Linked DNA regions of Mus musculus: region 1 is linked to region 2. Evidence: chromatin contacts called from public promoter capture Hi-C data. All regions are on one chromosome and are shown on one strand. The core of a region is the stretch at or near the end of the contact, and the rest is flanking DNA. Distances in the headings are between cores, read along the strand shown.

Region 1 (4,581 bases), core at 61-2,560, 210 kb before region 2:
CTTGGATCACACCCTCAGGGCAAGCCCACACCCTCACTACGCTCAGAACCAATTGTGACCTTTGGTGAGGCAAATCTACCTTGGTGGGTAGGTGGCAATGAGAAGGAATCTAACTGTAGCACACACACTCATACACACACATACACAATAACAATAATAATAATAATAATAGGGGTTGGCGAGATGGCTCAGAGTTAAGAGTGCCGACTGTTCTTCCGAAGGTCCTGAGTTCAAATCCTAGCAACCACATGGTGGGCTCACAACCATCCGTAACGAAATCTGATGTCCTTTTCTGGAGTATCTGAGGACAGCTACAGTGTACTTACATATAATAAATAATAATAATAATAGATAATAAAATGTTGATGTAATACTATCAAAGGCTGGGTGGGTCCCCCATTGCTTCCCAAACCTTATAGCATTCCAAGCAAGGTCACTCAATTTATCATAGTTTAGAGAAATTTAAGAAGCCAGCAGCAAAGATGGAGAAACCCTACCTGAAAGTGCCAGAAAGCAAGGTCGCTCATTAGTTTAAAGGCACGGGGGGTGGGGGGGGGGGAGGCCCTCTGCACTACCCATGTCTAGAAACATGGAGCTGGATGCAGTGTGCAGGTGGGTGATCAAGCTAGGAGAAGCTTTTATGACAAGGAGCCCTATAAGTGGTGACTCCAGGGCCTGCTGGCACCATCTTAAGAGGGTAGAGGTTGTACTGGGAAGGTGTGGACGGGCAACAGGTGATAGGATTACAGCGAACATTTGGATAAACAGCTAGATTTAATTTTTTATTACATGCGTGTGTGTGTATGTGTGTGTGTGTGTGCTTGTACATCTAGGCACATATGCCATTTTGTATACATAGAGGTTAGAGGATAGTTTGCTTTGCTTTCCTTTCCTGTTTGTTTGTTCGAAGTTATCAGGCTTGGTGACAAGTGTCTTTATCAAGTCATTCATCTCCCTGGCTGAAAACTGGGATCTTGGACATACTTTGAATAAAACAAGCTCTGTCTCCTTTATGTAGTTATTTTATGAGTAATGATTAGTGTTTCCAAATGGGACTGCTTCCCTACCAAATACTATTAGCCCCGGAGTGTGTAAATCTGCCCTTCAGGCTTTACTAATTGAACCTGCTAAACGGAAACCAGTAAGCTTGCCCAGGCCTCCGAAGCGGGGGTAGTTAGTGGCCTGCGACTGTAGTGGATGGCTGAGGAGGGAAGAACTGCCTGAGTTCAGGAGTTTGAGGCCAAGTAGGGTAATGTAGTGAGCCCCATCTCAGAAAAAAAAAAAAAAAAAAAAAAAAGAGGAAGGAAGGGAGACAGGAGTGTGGTAGAGAGGAGTAGAAGGGTGTGGAGGGGGAGGGGGATGCCAGGAGCAGAAGAGGAGGGTGGGCAGGAAGATCAGCAGGAGGAAAAGAACTCTCTGATGGGCAGCTCTACAAGGAACTTACAGTAGCAGATCCCTGTGGATGGCTTCTAGAAGCAACATGGTACCGAGCAAATAACTGAGAAATTCCCCCTTGGGCATCAACTACTTTTTGGTGAGACATTAATTAGGGTAGGAAATCAGAACTTTTGATACATTTGAATCTTTTGTCAGAGTTCCTAGAGATGATATGGGGCAGTAATGTGGTAGAGCATTTGACTAACATACGGTGAGGTCCTGCCTTTACTTTCTCAACATGAGAAAAAAGAAATTCCCAAAAGTCTAAACAGGTCGGTTGTGACTTTATGATGTGTCCAGATGTGGGGGATAACAGGAAGTGCAATATAGTGCCTACTAGTGGGGTAACCTCACTTTCTATGAATGGGATGGACAGAGGATTTGCAAGGTTGCTTATATGGCAATGCTAGCAGTCCAGACCAGCACAGACACTGAACCCAGGTTCCTTCCAGAGGCAGAGAAGGTTGGGTGTGAATGAAAGAGAAAGGACAGAAGATAAAAGGGAGGGATTGAGAGGCTGGAGAGATGACTCAGCAGTGAAGAGCATGGGCTGTTCTCCCAGGGGACCCAAGTTTGTTCTGGCACCAACATGGTGACCCACAACTGCCTACAACTCCAGTTCCAGGGAGTCAGATGCCTTCCTCTGTCCTCCCAGGGCATGAGGCATGCACATGGCATGGTACACATACATATACACAGGCACCCACGCATACACATGAAATAAAAATAAATTAATTTCTTTAATGAAGAAATGGACAAATGGATTATCAAGAAAAAGGTTCAGCATTGCAGAGACATCCCGAAAGAGGCTCAAAGTAAAACACAAGTTTGGCTCTTTGGTTTATCATACTGGAAACCTCCAAGAGTAAAGCTGTGTGTTTGCAGAAAATTACCTCTGCTCTCGGGCCCTGACATGGTCGATCTGAAGCCTTGTATGATGGGCCTCACTCTCCATGATGTATTGTGAGTGTTTGAGCTCTGACCGAGAAAGGAATCCTGACAATCAGGGGCCAAGGAAGCCCACAAAGTCACGGGGCACAAGAAATGTCACATGGGAGAGACCCAGGAGGGTGACTGCCTCAACGGGGGTGGGCAAGAAGCAGCAGAACACAGAGGACAGGGTTTATTCAGGGTTTCTTTGGGGAAGGGGGACAGAAGCTTTCCAGTGTGGGGATTGGTGGAACTTCAAGTCCTGACCTTGAGCTTTTTACTCTGTAGGACGGAGCTTGGCTGGGTGTTGTGTGGGCAGAGCCTGGCAATTCCTACATGGATATAATTGAGTTATTTTCTTACTCCGCCCCCACCCCATTCCCCTCTCCTGCTGAACCCCTCTTTCTCTCTCTTTCCTTCTTTCTTTTTTTTTTAAAAAAGGTTTATTTATCTATTTTATGTATAAGAGTACACTGTAGCTGTACAAATGGTTGTAAGCCTTCATGTGGTTGTTGGGAATTTAATTTTAGGACCGCTGCTCTCTCCGGTCAGCCCCATTTGCTCAGGTCAACCTCATACCACTCCGTTCAACCTCACTCGCTTTATTTATTATTATAATTAAGTACACTGTAGCTGTCTTCAGACTCACCAGAAGAGGGCATCAGATCTCATTCTGGCTGGTTGTGAGCCACCATGTGGTTGCTGGGATTTGAATTCAGTACCTTTGGAAGAGCAGTCAGTGCTCTTACCCTCTAAGCCATCATCTCACCAGCCCTTGTGTGTGTGTGTGTGTGTGTGTGTGTGTGTGTGTGTGTGTGTGGTTTTTTTTTAAGACAGGGTTTTCTGTGTAGCCCAGGCTGGCCTGTAACTCACAGAGTTCTACCTGCCTCTGCCTCTGCCTCTGCCTCCCGAGTGCTGGTATTAAAGGCATGTACCACCACTGCCTGGCCTTTTAAAATTATTATTATTATTAGATATATTTATCTTATATCATGTGTGAGTGTTTTGCCTACATTTGTGTCTGAGCACAGAATCTCCTGGAACTAGTTAGGGATGACTGTGAACCACCTTGTTGATGCTGGTTTTTGAACCCAGGGTCTCTGCAAGAGCAACCAGTGGTCTTAACCACTGAGCCATCTCTCCAGGACACTCCTTTTTGTCTCCAACTAGTCCCCATCCTACTTTGATGTCTTTTTGTTTAGCTTGGTTTTCTGGCTTTTTGTTTTGTTTTTTGATACAGGGTTTCATTACATAATCCAGGCTGGCTTCAAGCTCAGAGATAACTGCCTGCCTCTGCCTCTCAAGTACTGGTATTAAAGGTGTACACCACTACACCCAACTTTTTCTTTTGGTGACCCACGGAGCTTAATTAGGATTGTTTGCATGAGCATAGGTTAGGTTATTTCCTGGAACACAGGTGACTTAGCAATGCCTGCACTACTAAAGGAAATACTCTTTGACCTATGACAAGCACTACCTACCAAGAGCTTCTCAGGGAGGGATGGGGCATCCTGAGCCCTCCCCCATCCACTCCCTCCACCCAGGGTGGAATATTGACAGCCTCATCTTGTGCAGGCAACCACAGCTGTTTTGAGTCCATGAGTGCAACAGACTGGTCCTATCTAGAAGACAGCTTTTCACCACGCTCCTCCCCACTCTGGCTTTCACAGTTTTGCTACCCTGTCTTCTGAGATGTTCTCCAGGGCTCAGAGTGGGTGACATAGATGCCTTTCTTAAGTGGAACCGTCAGCAGTCACTTATCCAGTTGTGAGTCTCTGTGTTAACTGTCGTCCTCTGCAAACACAAGCTTCTTTCAAGCCAGCCGGAGGGCAGAATTAATTTAAGCGTAAATGTGTCGGAGGAGACAGTTTAGCCACCTCTCCGTGTAGCAAAACATCAGTAGTACAGCCTCCTTTAGAAGCCTGGCCACTGGCTCCTGACCAGGCTTACAGGGCCAGGCGGCTGTTGACTCTTGAGGCGTGGACCTCAAGCCCAATCAGAACGCATACAGGCATGGCCACTCTGTGCCAGTGGACACAGCTTGCCTGGTACGCCAGGACTTTGGCATGAGGGAACTAGAGCAGGGAAAGGCTGATGGTGACCTTTCTCCCTCAGCTACCTGCACAGCAGCATCCTTTGACACCATGAACACTAGCCAGCAGAGGGAAGCTTCCAGCAAAGTTCCAGCTCCATTCTTCTGTGTCCTTACAACCA
Region 2 (4,291 bases), core at 1,437-3,936:
AAACGCTGTATTGCTGTATTAGAAGTACCAAGTATTAAGTTTGAACTAAAATCAAGGTGCCAACCACTCATGGCTTATTTCTTTCAGTACGATGTGGCCCCTCTGTAGGTGTGATGTAGAAGAAACTCAGTGGTTTGCAGACTTGTGTTGCATACTAAATAAAGTCTATATTCATTGAGCCTACTCGTGTGTGTGTGTGTGTGTGTGTGTGTGTGTGTGTGTAAAACAAGAGTTGCCTGCTACAGAGTTGGGCTCAGTTAGTAAAATGTTTGCCACACAAGCCAGAGGATCTGACTCTAGTCCCTAGAACCCTGGTAAGAAAGGCTGAGTGCAACAGTGCATGATTGTAATCCCAGTAATAGAGAGGCAGGGACAAAGTCATTCTAGACAAAGAGGTATGCTCTGGGCTCAGTGGGAGATCCAAAAATAAGGTAGAAGATCTCAGAGGAGGTTCATCAATTAAAAGCACTTGCCGCTCTTCAAAGGACCTGAATTCAGTCCCCAGCACCCCTGTGAGGCACCTCCAGCTCTAGAGGATCTGACACCTCTGGCCTCTGTGGGCATTTGCACACTCATGTACAAGCCCACAAACATATACACAGACATAGCTACACACACATATAATTTAAAATAAAAATTTTAAATTATAATAGAGAGAAACTGAGGAAGATATCCAGCATCATCCTCTGGCCTCCACATATATGTACACTAAAAGAAACTCACATACATACACACATATACATACACACATATACACACACACATGCAAAAGTTGTGCTATGTACAACTGTTAAAAAGTGGAACCACCATTGGAAAGGAGATGGCATCTTATCCACAAAATTAGTCAACTGATTATTTTCTATGGTAATCAGAGACAGAATAAATATATTTGTATGTACACCATGACCCATATTCATGGATCTACTTTTAACCCTTTTAAAACTAAATCCTTTTATTTTCTGTTCTAAGTATAATCATGTATTGGTAGAAAATTTGCAAATGAAATAAAAAGAAAAAGAGGGGAAGAAAAGAAAAGAAAAAAGAAAAGAAAAGAAGTGAGTCACCTGTAAACCCACAGTCTAGAAACAGCCGGTGAGCACGTTGGCCAGTGCTGACATGCATATTTATTATTCATAATTTCTGAAGACATTCAAGATTAAATGTCTATCCAGTTATATGTCCTTTTTTTTTCTTAATGTACAATTAGCTCTCTGGCATTTGTGGTGGGTAGTCTTGGTTGTTAACTTGACATATGTAGAAGAGGAAGCATCAACTGAGGGTTGCTTCCATCAGTTGGCCTGTGGGCATGCATGCCTGTGAGGCCTCTCCTCCTCCTCCCTTCCCCCATCCCCCTCCTCTTCTTCCTCCTCCTTCTTCTTTTAGAATTATTTATTTAATTTTTGTGTGTGAGTACACTGTCACTCTCTCCAGACACAACAAAAGAAGGCATCAGATCCCATTACAGATGGTTGTGAGCCACCATGTGGGTGCTGGGACTTGAACTCAGGACCTCCAGAAGAAAAGTCAGTGCTCTTAACCACTGAGCCATCTCCCCCAAGGCCCCCATGGGGCCTCTTCTTGAGTGATGATTAATGTGGGAGGACTCAGTCCACTATGGTCTTGGGTCAGATAAGAAAGGTAACTGAATGGGAGTCTGGAAGCAAGCCAGGAAGTCTAGTTCTTCTGTGGTTTCTGCTTCAAGCTCCTGTCGTGAGTCCCTGCTTTGGCCTTTGTCAACCACAGACTGTAGGCAATAAGCTAAAACACAGCCTTCCATCCCCAAGGTCCTTCTGTTCATGGTGTTTATCACAGCAACAGAAACCAAACTAGAACAGTCTTCATTTAAATATTCTTCAAAAAAAATTTTTAAAATATCTACTCATAGCTGCATTTAACCATTTATTTACACCTAAAAATCTCAATCAACATCCTTGAATATCTGAGTAATTATTATATTCTTAGACTGAACCTAGAACCACCCCCACTCGTTGTTTTTCTTTGTTTGTTTGTTGTTTTTTTCTTGAGGCAGGATATCTCTGTGTAGCCCTGGCTGTCCTGGAACTTGCTCTTATAGACCAGGCTGCCTTGAACTCTGAGGTCTGCCTCCCCCTGCTTCCCAAGTGCTGGGATCGAAGGTGTGCACCACTACCATCCAGCATGTTACAGTCTCTTCATGCATATTCCCAACTTGTTTCTGGAACTCCCACTTGAAAAGAGAGGAGACTCTAGTTTCTGGTTCTGCATATGAGAAGTTTGAAAGACACCACTCTGATGGGACAAGCAATAGTTATATGGCTGAAGAGTCTACATCTCTTCTTGGCTCTGGAAGAGAGGTGGGCAAACAGGGAAAGCAAACCCCTCAAGCTGGAGGGGCAGGCAGATGGACATAGGGTATCATGGCCAAGCAGAGCAGACTCTGGGGTAGTGTGGGATGGGGTAGGGCGGGGTGGGAGCTGACTGCCACAGGTGAAGCACTGGAGGCAGAGGGATGTGTCTCAGAGTCACAATGCCAGGAGCCCACTGTAGGTGAGGAAAATACTTTGTGCATTTTACCTCTAGGAGCCCCAGTAAGCGCTCAGAGTAAATGCTGTAAGAAAACCCCCGCCTGCAAGGATAATGGGAACAAAACCATCTTGAAATAACAGAGGATTTACTTCTTTAAATGTGGTCTGTTCTCAAGTGACGTTATTAACCACAGCCTAAGCTTATTATCACAGCCTAGCTGACTCAAGGAAAGAAGGTACCCACCGTAGTGCACGATGGCCATTTTGTCCCACATAAGAAGTCAGGGATGGGAGGGTTGATAAGCATTTCTAAAGATCACAGAGGTTCAGGAAGGCCCATCATCGAGGATCATCAAACCCCCCTAAAGCCTACCATACCTTACCACAACAATAACTGTCTATTTACAACATTCTTTTTGCCCGATACATTATATCTACATATTAAGAGTTTATAAAGGCACAGTTTAAAGAGATTGAACAAGACGCCAGAATCAGACATGACAGCCAGAATCAGACATGACAGGGGTATTAAACTTGTTCGACCAAGAATTTATCTGAGATGTGCTAAGGACTCTCAAGCAGACAGAGAACAAGCAAAGACTGAGTGATAGTAAAGCAGAGAGGAAGAAATCCAAGAAGGGGCTGGGGTAAGGCTCAGAGATAAAGCGCTAGCCTAACAGGTTCAAGGCCTCCGGTTTTATTCCCAGCACCAAAAAGGAAATGAAAGATGTAAGTTTAGAATACCAGGAGATAACGTCTCATTACACGAGAAAAAAAATAACACCAATCTATTAAGATTGTATAAAATAAAAATTTACGGCACTCACACACACACATACTTTAAAAAAGATGAGGGGACAACAAGAATCAAGAAGAAACAGTGAAGATGCCAAGCCCAGGAATGGAAAGACAGACGCTCATTGCCAGGCTCGTGTGTGGGTGACATGTCTGAGGAAAACGTTTCTGAGCTCGAGGATGTGTCTATAGAAACGCTCCAAACTGAAAACACAGAACAGAAACAGCCAGCGAGAAAAGCCAAAGGCCGTGTGGCAGCTGCAGCCAATGTGGATGCGCATCTGGGGAAGAAGGAAGGGACAGAAGACACAGTCAAGTCAACACTGACTGAATAATCCCTCAAGCCGACCTCCAACGCTATCGAATCATAGACCCAGGAAGCAGAGAACTCTAGGCAGGAGAAAGAAAGGTTTCAGAAAATTAACGATGAAGAGTCCCAAAAGAAGACAGTACAGTGAAATATTTAAGGTACTCAGAAGGGCAGAGGTGGCTCAGTGGGTAAAGACTCTTGGCACCAAGGCTAATGACCTGAGTTCGATCCCTGAGACCCACAAAATGGAAGAGAAGTGACTCCTGAAAGCTGCCCTCTGCTCCCCACGTTTGCACTACTGCCCTATGGCACACAGGCGACCCTGTTGAAATGAGAGCGTAAGACCATCAAGACGGCTCAGTAGGTAAAGGCACTTACCTCCCTCAAAAGCTCGACCACCAGAATTCAATTCCTGCGCCCCAGGTAAAGGCAAAGGAGAAAACCAATTCCACAGAGCTGTCCCGAGTCCTGCACAAATACACCATGGTACACACGCTCCTGTACACACGTCATGCATGCACACACATACAATAATAATAATAAATAAACTTTGAAAGTAGTGAAGGTTTCAGAGATAACCAGCAGACTACAACACATTAGTATAAACGAGCTTGACACCAACACTGAAGCAGGGAGTGAATGATTACAATACGAATAAAGTTTCAAATGGCTGAGAAACATA

The links. Promoter capture Hi-C pulls out the DNA fragments that hold promoters and counts their contacts.
Region 1: a promoter capture Hi-C map of the HPC-7 cell line shows a contact between it and region 2, with 5 times the contacts expected there. The contact joins two enhancer-like sites. A contact is called at or near these places in 5 of 39 promoter capture datasets (the 3T3-L1 cell line, the HPC-7 cell line, cranial neural crest and 2 more) and 3 of 115 datasets of contacts at active chromatin or transcription factors (craniofacial prominence, embryonic stem cells and stem cell-derived neural progenitor cells).

What each region holds. Positions count from the first base shown.
Region 1 is chr6:120,309,365-120,313,945 of GRCm38.p6, reverse strand. No RefSeq gene overlaps it. Among named protein-coding and RNA genes, the nearest start is that of B4galnt3, 17 kb to the right of the region's middle. Within about 2 kb of position 1,310, at least 3 of the 459 cell types and tissues checked have an H3K27ac peak or open chromatin away from gene starts, as enhancers often do. A contact at or near this core is called in the HPC-7 cell line, where this site is marked.
Region 2 is chr6:120,100,611-120,104,901 of GRCm38.p6, reverse strand. The region is part of intron 1 of Ninj2 (ninjurin 2); the gene reads right to left. Among named protein-coding and RNA genes, the nearest start is that of Ninj2, 9.4 kb to the right of the region's middle. Within about 2 kb of position 2,686, at least 23 of the 459 cell types and tissues checked have an H3K27ac peak or open chromatin away from gene starts, as enhancers often do. A contact at or near this core is called in the HPC-7 cell line, where this site is marked.